Regions from separate parts of the Mus musculus genome. Here region 2 is linked to region 1. Evidence: chromatin contacts called from public promoter capture Hi-C data. All regions are on one chromosome and are shown on one strand. Each heading gives the region's core, a stretch centred on a gene start, on an enhancer-like site or on the middle of the called end of the contact. The rest is flanking DNA. Distances are from core to core; before and after follow the strand shown.

Region 1 (4,201 bases), core at 1,173-3,672:
GAAAACAGTTACAGCGTAACCATATATATATAATAAATACATCTTTAAAACAAGAAACAAACAAAAAAGGAGATGAAAGTCTGGTCTTTGAACCAAGATTCCAGTCAAAGTTGAGAGGGGAAGCCTCCTTTTAACACTGCCAGCAGGGAGCTGGAGAGATGAAGCGGTAATTGAGAGCACTTGTTGCTCTTGCAGAAGACCTGGATTTGATTCCCAGCGCCCACGTGGTGGCTCACAACCATCTGCAAGTCCAGTTCCAAGTGATATACACACATAAGCGAAGCATTCATGCACATAGACACTGCCAATGGCCAAACCCCACATACTTTGTCACCATCTTGTCTAATCCTTTACCTAAGTCACTGATATTTTTATAATACTACTTTATGGATATGGGTGTTTTAGCTGCATGTGTGTCTATGGATTACAGGTACGCTTGGTGTCCTTAGAAGGCATCAAATCCCCCCAGAACTGGAGCTGCAGACAGTTGTGAGCCACTATATGGGTGATGGAAATATAACTCCAAGTCCTCTGCAAAAGCAGCCAGTACTCTTAATCACTGAGCCGTCTCTCCAGCTCCGAAGCAGTGATCTTATAGAGTCACCTGTAAAGACCGTCAACTCGCCCTTCCGATGTCCCTTCAGCAGACGATTCAGGTCTGGGAAGCGGCTCCAACGGACACCAGCCGCTTGCTCTACATTTGACAGTTCTCCTAAAACCTCCTCTCGGAGCTGCCGAAAAGACACAATAGACTTGTGCCAGGCAGGTAGGGCGGTACGAAGAATACGGGGAAGACTTAAGCCTTGGTTTAAGGCCTCCAGGGGACGAGGCTGTTGGTTCCCAGGCCTCACCAGAGAGCATCGCTTGGGGTTGAGTTTTCGAGCAAACAGTTTGGCAGCTTCCCAGGATCGAAGGTCATCTCCTAACCAGAACACAATCCGACGGAACTGTTCAAGGTAAGGCAGTAAGGCTGGGGGTAAGCAGACTGTCCCTCGGGGTAGGGAAAGGGTTGGCAGCCCCGTCGACTGGCTCAAGGCCAGGCTGTCCAGTTCACGACTTGTCACAACCACCTCAGTATCTCTCCGGCTGATCAGTGGTAATCCAAATAGGTTGTGATAGACACCAGGCCGGGGGATGGTGGTCTCTACATACTGTACTCCATTTTCCTGACCCTCAGCCCCTAGTAGCTTCAGGCCACGTAATCCTGAGCTCCCAGGGGTGAACCAAGGGAAGACCAGACTTCGAGCAGATCGAAGATAGCGGACACTGAATCGCCTGAGTGTGTCATCTGTCACCTTGGTAAGGCCAAACATCACACGAGCTAGCTGGGCTTCCTCAGGGTCTGGAAGCTCCCAAAGAGGTATGGCTCGGTTCCAGATCCTCAAGACCTCCTCCCTAACCTCAGCTTCTGGGCCTTCCCTAAGTAGGACACCCTCTTTGGCCCCATCCCCTCGTCCCTCCACACTGGCCTGCAAGTCTTCCCAGCTCCCTTCTGCTAGGCTGGTCATGCAAAGAAAGTGTCCTGTGGTCTTGTCAATGAAGAGGCAGAAGGAAGTGGGAGCGTCCTTTTTCTCATTTTTGATGTCTGAGGACACCACAAAGGGACTTGGTGCTCGAAGGCAGCTGTGGCCATCCTGGAAGGGGATCCCATGTGCACGTAAATACTGGCGGATTTCAGTCGTAGTCACCGGCGACACTGGCATCTCTAAGGCTGGGAGCGCTTCTTTTCTGTACCTTCTGCGGGGAGGGCCTGGCGCCAAGCTTCTGGGCAGGCCCCTCCTACCCACCCACTCGCCACGCAGTGGCAGCAAGATCCGGAGGGGATATGCACGTCGGAGAAGAAGCCACATTCCTAATGGAGTGGGACGCCACTACTGCAAAAGCTTTTGTTGTCTGGTTCAGTGCCTTCACTAAACCAGACCCTAGGAAACCTTCTACAAGGCACTCGCAGAAATCACTCCTACTGGCTTTTCTCTTTATCCCTCCTCAAACTTCTTCACGAACACAGTTCTTACTCCCCTCGGTTGCCTGTGTATTGCTACTTCATCCCTACACACCTACACTGCCCTTTCGCGTCTACGCCTCTCTCTGAGGATTCTCCTATCTCTAGGTCCTTTACGGATTTCTCTCCACCAGCTCACTTCTAGATCCTTCTACGGTCCCTCGATCTAAACGGCTTCTCTGTATCATCTCTTCACGTCTACTACCCCTCTACGGACTCTCCTGGCTAACCTCATCTCTACCGCTTTCTGCATCCCGTCTGAACCCCAACTCCAGGCGCTCCGAGCCCCCAGCGCTCACAGGCACTCTCCACACTGCTGGAGGTCACGCGCTCCGGCCCGGCTTCCTCACTGGCTCCCTTGCTCTGCCCTCCACTTCAAAGCTCCACGCTCCCGCCCCCAGCTTCGCGTCACCACTCTCCTTTCTAGTGTTCTGTCCGCAACGTGGGTCGCCCGCTCGCACGCGCTACTCGCGGTGACTCCGGAAGCAAAACTCTCCAGGGCGCCCATGCCACAACCCCGGAACCGGAAGTCACCGGTTAGTCCCGCCCCCCGGCTCCGCGTCCTGGCTCTCTAACCGTAGCCATGACCGGTCGCGGGACTTCGAGCCGCTTTCTGACCAGCGTCCTCCATAATGGGCTAGGGCGTTACGTGCAGCAGCTGCAGCGCCTCAGCCTCAGCCTCAGCCGGGATGCGCCCTCGTCCCGCGGCGCCAGGTGAGGCACGCGGAAGCGGGAGCGCCGGAAAGGGAGGCGGGGAGCTATGGGGCTGGGTTCGGGCCACCGTACTCACCTTCGCCGGGTCTCGCAGGGAGTTCGTGGAACGCGAGGTGACCGACTTCGCCCGACGGAACCCAGGAGTCGTAGTATACGTGAACCCGCGCCCGTGCGCCATGCCACGAATAGTGGCCGAATACCGTGAGTGGGGCCGAGCTAGGGCGGGGGTGGGCGGCGCGGGATCCCGGCTTGCCCGCTGCGTTCTGTTTGTCTGATTTCCGACCTGGCGCCTTCCACTCATCCCCTCCACGTCCCTCTCCCAGTTAATGGGGCTGTGCGCGAGGAAAACGTCAACAGCAAGTCGGTGGAGGAGATCAAGTCGTTGGTGCAGAAGCTGGCAGACCAGTCCGGCTTGGATGTGATCCGCATCCGCAAGCCCTTCCACACGGACAACCCGAGCATCCAGGGCCAGTGGCACCCCTTCACCAACAAACGGACTGCCCTCCACGGGCTGCGGCCCAGAGAACTCCGGGATTCTGCTCCAGCTTCGATGCAAGCACAGTAAAGAACCAGGCGCTTTGGACCGTGAGAGGGATAGGATTGGTTCCTCTTTTGGATTTCAAGCTCAGGCCGAGTAGGTGGGTGGAGCCTACCAGCCGGGGCGTGGCCTGAGATAAAGAAGAACCTTTTCCTTTGCCCACTTGTAGCTAGGTGCAGTGACCTTGTGAATACCCTAATTCTGATTCAATTGGCCTCCTTGCAAGCTGAGATGTGAGAAGTGTACAACACTTGTACAAGGACCGTGTTTTCTGAAATACGAATAATAATGACTTCAAAACACATGAAAGAGTCTGGAGGCTGTCTTCTGAAGGACACGGGATGCCCTGTTGCTCTTGCTGGTATGGCATTGGGCAAGGCACCTTATATCCGTGTTTGTGTGCAGTTTAGGAAGTTGAAGATGAGCCTGGCGTTGGTAGTGCATAACCTTTAATCCCAGCATTTGGTTGGCAGAGGCAGATGAATCTCTGCGTTTAAGGCCAGCTTGGTCTACAGAGTGAGTTCCAGGACAACCCAGTCTCAAAAACTAAAAATGAAATAAAAAAGAAAAAGAAAACTGAAGTCATTAAGACTATATTTGAAGGGGCTGGTGAGATGGCTCAGCAGGTAAGAGCACCCGACTGCTCTTCCAAAGGTCCTTAGTTCAAGTCCCGGCAACCACATGGTGGCTCACAACCATCTGTAAGAAGATCTGATTCCCTCTTCTGGTGTGTCTGAAGACAGCTGCAGTGTACTTACATATAATAAATAAATCTTTAAAAAAAAAAGCAGTGTTTAAAAAAAAAAGACTATATTTGAAGATTGATTATCTATCATGTGTATAAATACATGCCTGCATGTATTTCTGTGCACGGTGCGCATGCAGTGTCCATGGAGGCCAGAAGACAGTGTAGGGTCCCCTGGAACTGGAGTTACAGGCAGTTGTGA
Region 2 (3,974 bases), core at 1,440-3,939, 1.0 Mb before region 1:
TGTGAGTATATTTGGTATTTGCATGTATTTTAAAAATTGTTCCACAACAGACAGTATTGCACACACAAGTCCCACCTTCGTGCTTCATAACCCTAGGTACCCTTCCCTTCGCATCTCTGTGCTCTACAAATGAACTCCCACATCAGCTGCACCGAGCCCTTGTCCAGGTGGTACCCAGGCTTCTTGTCCTGGATGGTCTGATGCCGGGAGAGAAGCAGTGGGTCCACGAGGTGGTGTAGGGGGTGGAGTGCCTGGGTCCCATAAGATGTCCTCATAGGTGCTTTGAACTGGGCCAGACGGCCTTCCTTGAGCCCCAGTCTGTTCTAGCAGGGCTCTGACCAAGCCCACTGTGAGAGGGGGCTCTGCCCCAGGCTCAGGGAAAGGGGTGGTTCCCTCATCATCTGGGAGATGTGTCCTCAGCAGAAGTAGGAGCTCATGTGGAGCCACTTCCGGTGGGCACAGGCGACAGAGGAGAGGGAGGTGTGCATCCAGGCGGCGGTGCTGGGCAAACTCTGCCAGCAGCAGCTTAAAGATCTCACTTCGAAGCAGGGGGCTGGAGGCATCCAGGGCCAGCCCGGCTTCCAGAGCCCGTTCCCACTCTTCTTTCTTTATCAGCTGCCTTACAGCTTGTAGCACGGCTTTGGGTCGCCCACTGCCCAAAAGCAACTCGAGTTCCAGAGCCTCAGGCCTCTTCCCTTCCTCACCTAGCACTGCCAGGGCTCGGCGGTAAAGGGGCAGACTGGGGCCTTCAGCCCCCCAGCCGGGGCCACCCTGCTGCTGTGCCAGTTTCACAAATGGGGGGAGCCACTGAGGCTCGAGCTGGCCCAGGCACTGACACAGGAGTTCAAAGGGCGGCAGTATTCCATTGGGATGTTCCTTTCCAGCTGTTGGAGCCCTTAGGACCTTCTTCCATACATCCGGGGGTGCTTGGGACCTCAGCCTGCCACTCCTATCTGGCTGGAGCTGCAGTGCCTGGAGGGTGGCACCCCAAGCTGCTGTAGGAAGGGCTTGGAAAATGGTGTTGAATTGGGCCAGCTGGTCTCCTGTCAACTGGGTTCTCAGCAGGCGGGCCACCTCGTGCTCCGCTAACTCAGTCCAGCCAGCCTCCTCATCGTCCCCAGCCACCAGCTGGGCCTTGAGCTGTTCTATACTACGATAATCCCGGAGCTCAGCCCTCAGGGTTGTCAGGAGTGTAGACGGGGGCAGGTGGCCCTGGAGGATGGAGGCCAGGGCCTGAGGTGCCCGAAACATGCTGTTGTGTCTCAGTTCTTCTGGGGTAAGCTGGGTACCTCGAAGGCTCCGACGCTGGTAGTACCCACAGGCCTCCTCAAACACCAGGTCCTTGTCTGAAGGCAGCTCAAGGCCTTGGGGAGTTTCCCAACACACACAAAAGAGACCCAAGGCTGAAAGCAATCGTAGGGCTCCTCGGGTCTCCAGCTCTTCCTCGTTCTTCATGCCCGGGGCTGGAGGCTCCAGCAAATGTACTCTGTCTGTACTGAGAACCTTTTTTTCCAACAGCCGCCCACTGCTCATGTCCAGTAGTTCCAAGGTGGAGCCCAGGACACAGGCTAAAGTGCCGTGAAATGTCCCCAGGGCTGCAGACCCTTTTAGGCTTACAGGGGCCTCCTGCAGGATTCCCACGGTTCGAGTACCACCATGGCACTGCACTAGGCTCACCTTCCCTTTCAAGTCAAGCAACAACAAGCCCTGCGAAGATGGGGCCCAAGTGTGTACAGCCAGTGGCTCCCTGGGGGACAGGAATCCAGGAAGGCCTCGCAGCAGGGTCCGGAAGTCCCAAGTGTCCCCTTGTTTGGGATTCAGGCTTTTACTGTGTGAAAGACCAAGAGATGGAGCAGCAACTATTACCTTCCCCTTGCTTGGGCTCCAGATGAGCAGAAGGTGGGCCACACCAGACCAAGTGTTGGTAGTAGGCACCAGGAAGAGGTCCTTGCGGGAGGCTATCAGTCCAAAAAGGGGGCAATGGTGTAGCAGGATGTGGGTGCAGCCTAGTTTGGTGCCAGCCTCCCCGCTGGTTTCCAGGGTCTTGAAGCACACACGGTGGCTGAAGGCCGTTGAAAGCTGCTCTGGTTGGTCCTTAACACCCGGCTGACGCTCCTCGCACCAAACTAGGCGGCCTCGGGTTGCGGCCACGGCCATCACGCGGGCTCCACCATCCGGACACAGCTCAGTGCTCTGAAGTAGCTTCCATCCAGGCTCCATCCCCACGCCCCAAACCTCTGCTAGGCCACTCTCCCATACCAAGATCAGCGCGGGTCGCGCCAGCCACGGCACGAAAAAGACGTCCAGCGGCGAGGGGTCGCCCTCCGGCCAGGCACGCTCCAGCGGCAGGCCGGGCCCACGCACAGCCACTAGAAGCTGTGGGGCGGGCGATCCGGGGGGTCTTAATAGCAGCAAGTGGCGGCCGTCAGGGCTGCAGCGGACTAGGACAGCTGGGTCCCCCGCCAACAACTCGCGGAGCCGGGCCGCGCCGGTGAAGTTGCTCAGATCCGAAAGCAGGCGCAGAGTTCCTGCACGCTTCATGACGCCTCTGCCGCAGGAGCTAGCCAAGGCCTGATCGCCCAGTGGGGCGAGGCCGGACTGCTAGTCCTGGTACCCGGGGGAGTGCAGGGCTGACACTTCCGTCCCTGGTGAATGAGGTGAGCCAAGCCCTGGACTGAACGTCGACTCCGCCCGGCCCCGCCCCGCCAGGCGAGGTCCGGGATTGCCCCAGGGCACGCCCCGCTAGCGCTGCGCGCCGGGGGCGGAGCTGCGGGAAGATGTCCGAGGGAGGAGCATCCGCAGCACCCAAGGGTCCCCGCTCTGGATTCAAGTTTCCTAGGCACCGTGAGAATGTCTCAAAACGTCTCCCTTCTTTCTGAACCTCGCTCTTTCACCTTATTTGTGGTTGAGTACTGACACCGTATCAGCCCTGACCAAATAGCAAATCTCAACCGCCTGGAAATTTAGTGGAAAAACTGTAAGGTTAACAACCCTCCGCTCACCAGGCTGGCCACAAATTCACAGAGATTCTCCTGTCTCTGCCTCCCAAGTGCCGTGATTAAAGTTCATCACTACCATCCCTGGTCTTTATACATATGTTTTAAATTTGAAGTCAGCATACAAAGTAATGAATTTCATGATCGCATCCCCTTCCTCCATATTCTTAGTCCTGTGTGCACCTGTGAAGGCTGGAGGTCAGCCTCAGTGTCTTTCCTCAGAAGCCAACCTTCTACACTGTTTTGAGAGAACTTCTTTCACTAGGACCTCTCACCCACTAGGTTGTGCTAGCCAGCCAATGAGCTCGGGAGATCCTCCTGCTTCAGTCTCCCACGCTGGGATTATAGACTCGAACCACAATACCAAGCATTGAGGATAGAATTAGCGTCTTAAGCTTTTGAGGTATGCACTTTATTGACCAAGCTATGGCTGGCATTTTTACACATATATATATTATTCTACTTTGTTCCTGTTCACTGCCTTCCTCATTAAAAATTTAAATTAAATTATATTGAATGTGTGTGTGTTTGTGTGTGTATCTATGTGTGTCTGTGTTTGTGTGCGTGCAATATTATGGGCATACGCCACAACACCCACTCAGAGGCCAGAGGACAACTTTCGGAGCTGGTTCTTGCCTTGTACCACGTGGTTCCTGTGGTGGTTTGACTAAGAATGGTCTCCCACAGACGCATATATCTGAATAGTTAGTCATCAGAGAGTGGCACTCTCTGAGAAGAACTGGGATTAGTTATGTGTGGCCTCCTTGGAGGAAGTGTGTCACTGGCAGTGAGCTTTGCGATTTCAACCCCCCATGCCAGGTCCAGGTTCCCGTCTGCCTGTGGATGGGACTGGAGCTCTTAGCTACTGCTTCACTGCCGTGTGCATCACCGTGCTCTCTGCCAATGATGATAATGGATTGATGCTCTGAAACTGCAAGCAAGCCCCTCATTAAATGGTTTCTTGTATAAGAGTTGTCC

Evidence for each region. Promoter capture Hi-C pulls out the DNA fragments that hold promoters and counts their contacts.
Region 2: a contact with region 1 is called in a promoter capture Hi-C map of pre-B cells, with 3 times the contacts expected there. The contact joins the promoter of Hps6 here to the promoter of Twnk in region 1. A contact is called at or near these places in 1 of 39 promoter capture datasets (pre-B cells), 4 of 115 datasets of contacts at active chromatin or transcription factors (embryonic stem cells, extraembryonic endoderm stem cells and pancreatic cancer cells) and 1 of 9 other capture datasets (adipose tissue).

The regions. Positions count from the first base shown.
Region 1 is chr19:45,004,779-45,008,979 of GRCm38.p6, reverse strand. It overlaps Twnk (twinkle mtDNA helicase), which reads right to left and starts at 2,422. Exons shown (of 5, transcript NM_153796.4): 1 at 605-2,422. The coding sequence starts at 1,850. It overlaps Mrpl43 (mitochondrial ribosomal protein L43), which reads left to right and starts at 2,538. Exons shown (of 3, transcript NM_053164.3): 1 at 2,538-2,716; 2 at 2,811-2,917; 3 at 3,040-3,966. The coding sequence starts at 2,586. The coding sequence ends at 3,281.
Region 2 is chr19:46,002,193-46,006,166 of GRCm38.p6, reverse strand. Hps6 (HPS6, biogenesis of lysosomal organelles complex 2 subunit 3) reads right to left here and starts at 2,689. Exons shown (of 1, transcript NM_176785.3): 1 at 1-2,689. The coding sequence starts at 2,541. The coding sequence ends at 124. The region is part of intron 1 of 4930505N22Rik (RIKEN cDNA 4930505N22 gene); the gene reads right to left.